Regions from separate parts of the Arachis hypogaea genome. Here region 1 is linked to region 2. The links are chromatin contacts, called in public Hi-C maps. All regions are on one chromosome and are shown on one strand. Each heading gives the region's core, a stretch centred on a gene start, on an enhancer-like site or on the middle of the called end of the contact. The rest is flanking DNA. Distances are from core to core; before and after follow the strand shown.

What was found. A called contact is a pair of places that touch in the nucleus more often than the background predicts.
Region 1: a Hi-C map of leaf shows a contact between it and region 2, with 5 times the contacts expected there. The contact joins the enhancer-like site here to the promoter of LOC112722363 in region 2. A contact is called at or near these places in 5 of 8 Hi-C or Micro-C datasets (leaf and an unstated tissue).

Annotation. Positions count from the first base shown.
Region 1 is chr11:111,892,935-111,895,634 of arahy.Tifrunner.gnm2.J5K5, reverse strand. No RefSeq gene overlaps it. Among protein-coding and RNA genes, the nearest start is that of LOC112722364, 4.6 kb to the left of the region's middle. Within about 2 kb of position 1,449, at least 1 of the 3 cell types and tissues checked has open chromatin away from gene starts, as enhancers often do.
Region 2 is chr11:111,840,980-111,843,679 of arahy.Tifrunner.gnm2.J5K5, reverse strand. LOC112722363 (bidirectional sugar transporter SWEET5-like) reads left to right here and starts at 1,252. Exons shown (of 6, transcript XM_025773360.3): 1 at 1,252-2,382. The coding sequence starts at 2,340. LOC112722362 (U-box domain-containing protein 19) reads left to right here. Exons shown (of 1, transcript XM_025773359.3): 1 at 1-2,031. The coding sequence ends at 1,688.

The DNA.
Region 1 (2,700 bases), core at 200-2,699, 52 kb before region 2:
TATTTCTATGATGTGTCGTGGTTCCTGAATGCTTAAAATGTTCTAATGCTAATGATGAATGCAAATTTGTTGTATAATTCATTTTCGGCTCTAGCTGTGCCAATTATCTTCGAGGAACTCTGACTCTGTATCTCACAAGATTCATCAGTGAAAATACATTTGTAATGCAAGCTTTTTGTGAGCTTAGATATAAAGAGTGAGTTGAAATTAAAACTTGGTAAATACAACACATCAGTAAGATAGAGTGTATCAGAGAACACCACTATTCCACTCACACTTGCTGTTCTGTGTGATCCATTTGGTAACTTGACCAAAACAGGCCTAATATGCCTAAAGGTTTTAAAAGAATGCAACGAGTGAGACACATGGTTAGTAGCATCTGTTTCTAACACCCATGAGTTTGAATAAAAAAATTTTTTACCGATAAAAGATGTGTAATATGGAAGCTCATGCAAAGTGTGTAAACCTCTAAAGTTATACCTCTCTTTCCTGCTGTGGATTGGCAGGCATCTCTCACACTCTCATTTTGATTAGGCTGTGCACACTCCTGTCGAAAAAAGGCATATAATGCTTCTCTCAAACTCTGATTACTCACTGCTTGAATATCATTCTCTTTGTCCAACTTGAGGTTGTTGTTACGCTTCTCATCACCATCAGCAACAATGTTATTAACCACAGATCCATTGCTCAAGTCTCGTGGTGTGTTTGACTTTTGTAGGTGAGGTGAATAACCATGCTTCTGGTAACATATATCTACTAGATGACCAGTCTTGTGACAATATTAGCAAGTCTTCAACAATGTTGTTCTGCCTCTTCCACCTCGACCGCCGTGTCCCCTGTCCCTGAGAGTGGAGTCACTGAAATTATGAATTGAATTGGTCAGAACAGCGAAACTTCATGCCTCCAAAATCTGAACCAGTAAACTGTCTCTCTTGTTGAGTGAGCAATGGAAATATCTCATTAATAGCGGGAATAAATTTTGTAAGTATAATTTGGGAACAAACAATTCCATATTGCTCATTTAATTCCCTCAGGAACCGCACCACGTAAGTCCTCATTCGATAGCTCCTAACGACTCCAAGGCCATATTTCTGGTCAAACAAAATACATATTCATTTTGTTTTCTTCACTAATTTCTTCATTTCATAAGATATAAACAAATATTTATTCATATTATCAAATAAGTAACAAGTAAAGAAAGGTAGCTGTGAGTACCATAATTTTTTGACCCAATTATAATATTTTCAAAAAAAATATAAAGTAGCTGATAATTTAATTTGTGCTTATTATACTGTATGACAAAAAAAAGATAAGATAAAAAAAATTTAGTTTTGTTAATAAAAAAAAAAAAAGAAGAACAAGAAGTTTGGCTAATCAGTTCAGCCTAATACCCTTCAAAACTAAGAATAAAGTGTCAATATTTTCTACTGGACTTCAACAAAAATTGCGTTGTGACATATTCTAATCAACAAACGTACAAATCAAATGGACCACATGCATCATGATAAAGATTAAGAAGAACAACATAAAAAAAAATAACAAGATGTAATGGCAAGAAAAGAAGAGCGTCAATTGATAAAATATTCACTGGATAAAACATCAACGCCGATTCCTTAGACCTGTCAAAAGGTTTCAAATAAGTAAAGAATGAGCTGAAAGCTATAGATGTGCAATAATGACGATCATCTTTTATGCTCTATAAAATTGAAGAAAAACATCACAAAAAAAAAAGAAAACAAAAAAGAGGGGGGGGGGGAGGGTTTGAAGAATACGAAAAGCAAAAAGAAGAAAGAATTATTTTCTTTGAGAAAAAAGTATTTAAAAAAAATACTTTTTGAAAAAAATATCATAGTACAGAAGGCAAGTTGGAAAAAAAGAAAAAATATACAAGCCGAAATAAAGAAGGCATATCCAATATTAACTATATATATTTATCATGTTATATTCATGTTGTTTTCTTTTAATAAAAGAAATTTTCAGTTTCATTTACACACAGATATGGTTCTATAAGCACTAGTTTGCATTAAATATTTTCATTTTACTAATCTATTGATAAAAAGATAAAGTGTTTATTTGGATGTGATTAAATCGATAAGAAATATATATTTTTTTAGTGTGTTTCGCAAATTTCTAATAATAAAAATAAAAGTACTAAAAAAATAAAAAAAATATTTTTTTGAGAAATTATAATTTACATCTTTTTTAAAAGATCTTTTTTTTTTTAAAAAAAAAGATGTTTTTACATAATAAATGAGCAAAAAAGTATTTTTATCTTATTTTACCCAAATATAATTGATAGATAAAATAATTTTTTTTGCATGAGATATCTAAACATAAAATTTTTTTTATTTTTATAAATTTTTTTTTAAAAAATATCATTTAAAAAAAATCTTTTTTGAAAATATCGCCCAAATAATTCCAAAATAATAAAAAAGGAAAAAATTTACTTGGATCAACATTCATAAATCACAGATTTATTTTCAATTCTTTTTTCTTTCACCATATGTTAACCCACCATCTTCTCTGTTATTAGGGAATGTTTTGGTGTGGAAAGTATATTCTAGACTTTGATGGACCAAATAGAAATATTCTAAATGTATGGCTTAGATTAATTCTCGATACAAGTTTTTCATAATATTACATGTGCCCAATACATACTCTAATTATAAACCGATATATTGTGGTCTAGTTGGACCGATG
Region 2 (2,700 bases), core at 3-2,502:
TTTGCGCCGTGGCGACTTCCCTCGACGTTCTTCCGCTCCACGAAATCGAGGTATCCGGCGAGGTGAGGGAGCTGGTGGAGCTGCTGGCGAAGCAAGCGAGGAAAGCAAAGATGGAGCACGAACCTAAAGACGAGCACATGAGCAAGAGTGTTCATTCAATTCTAAAACAGTTGGAAAAAGGAATCGAAGTGGATAAGAATGCATTCAAAGAGATCATCGAGTACCTAGAAATCAAGACGTGGAACGAGTCTAACAGAGAGATAAATCTTTTAGAAGAAGAAATCGCTTTAGAATGCAGTAACTGCAACGAGCGAGAGCATGAGCGAGACGCTCCTCTATTGAGTAGTTTGTTAGGGTTGATGAGCTACTGCAGGGTAGTGATCTTTGAAACACTAGAAATTAGCAATAACAGAGAGAAATCAGAAACGAGAATGAGCACGGAAATGATAACGTCCGTCAATCCAGAGGACTTTCGCTGCCCAATATCTCTGGAGATGATGACGGATCCCGTGACGGTTTCAACTGGACAAACGTACGACAGAGCTTCCATCAAGAAATGGCTGAAAGCAGGGAACACCATATGCCCTAAAACAGGGGAGAATCTCTCAAACACGGAACTCGTCCCAAACACAACCCTCAAGAGACTCATCCAACAGTTCTGCAATGATAACGGCATTTCCCTCTCAAAATCAACCAACCGTAACCGCGACTTAGCCAATACAATATTACCAGGCAGTGCGGCCAACGCTCACGCCATGCAGTTCGTCTCATGGTTCCTCACACGGATGCTCGCCTTCGGTACGGACAAACAGAAATCCAAATCCGCTTACGAGATTCGGTTACTTGCTAGGTCCAATCTGTTCAACAGAGCGTGCTTGATCCAAGTTGGAACAATTCCGCCTCTGCTTGATCTTCTGCTCTGTACGGACGAGAAATCCACACAGGAAAACGCAATTTCCGCGTTGATGAAGCTTTCTAAGCATGCCACTGGGCCCCAGCACATCATGGATTCTAACGGTCTGAAACCGATTCTAACGGTTTTAAAGAAAGGGCTCAGCCTCGAAGCGCGGCAAGTTGCGGCGGCTACTGTTTTCTACCTTTCATCAGTGAGAGAGTATAGAAAGGTGGTAGGGGAAAACCCTGAGGTGGTTCCTTCTCTGGTGGAGTTGGTGAATGAAGGAACCACGTGCGGGAAGAGGAATGCAGTGGTTGCGATTTATGGTTTGGTTCTTGTTCCAAGGAACCAGAAACGAGCAATCGAAGCGGGTGTCGTTCACGCGCTCGTTGGCGTGTTGGGATCGTCCGAGAAGGACGAGCTTGTAGCTGAATGTTTGGCGGTTTTGGCCGTTTTAGCTGAGAATGTGGAAGGAGCGAACGCGATTTTGCGCGCTTCGGCTCTGTCGTTAATTACTGGGATGCTCCAAACGGCGTCGTTGCGCTTGGGGAAAGAGCACTGTGCTTCAATTTTGCTTTCGCTTTGTGTTAACATTGGTGCTGAGGTTGTGGCGGTTTTGGCCAAGGACCCTTCGGTGATGCCTCTGCTTTACTCGCTTCTCACGGAAGGTACTTCCCACGCGGCGAAGAAAGCAAGGTTCCTCATCAAAGTTCTGCAGGATTTCAGTGAAACCAGAGCTTCGGGTTTCAAGGGTTCCTCTGTTCCGCAGGAACCATCGCTTCCTGTTTGGTGAATCAAGTGTGCTATTAGAATTTAGAAAACACATTATTTTTAAATTTTTTAAGGGGAAAAAAGATCAAGTCCCTGCACTTTTGTTGTGTAAATATTGCAACATTGGTTGCTGATGTCATATTTTTAGATTTGTGAAATTAGCTCCTTGTACTTTTTTACTCCAGGAGCTAAATTTCAATAAGTAAGCCTCTCTAGTTTACGTTACAAGTTTTGTATATATCAATTTGAGGTGGTGTGAAATTAGTTATTGAAGAAATCATATCCTCATGTTTGATATAATGTTACAACCGGGTCAAAATCATTTCAAAGCAAAGTCTATAAATAATCAATACGTCTGAGGATTTTATGTCTGTTGTTATTTTTAGACTGTTATTCCGAAGAAAGAGAGGCTACTTGTGGCTAGGACTGATGAGAGTTCAGAGGTCAACTCTTCAATCTGTTTATATGTTGCGGTTAAGATTTAGAACACTTTTTTATCCCAAATTAGTTGTGTTATATATGATTACCTATTTATCGCATATCATGAATTATTATTACAAATAATTAAAGTTTACTTAGTGGTCACATATTTGCTTTCTTCCTAGTGTTTTCACCCTTTCACCCTTCACCCTTCACCCTTCTTCCGTCAGTTTGTTCTTTCGATACTTCAGATATGGCTGACCTTAATCTAGCAAGACTAATTATCGGAATAATTGGTTAGTACAAGAAATCCTCCACGTTTTTCCTTTTTCTTCCACTTTTCATTTCCCAATTCCATCTTAATTTGATTGATTATATTCTTTGTTTTTTTCACTGCAAAGAAAACAAATATGTGAATGTATAAGCAAGACTTGTTTAATTTTCAGAAAATGTTAAGTCAGTAATAATGAAATGTATGCAATTTAATAACGAAAATGAGAATAAAATGGAATGAATTTCATTAATAAAAACTCAAAAGAAGCCATGCATTTTATATAGCCATTTATGTTTGATCATGGAAAGTTTCTAATAATATGTGCTTGATTGATATTAAA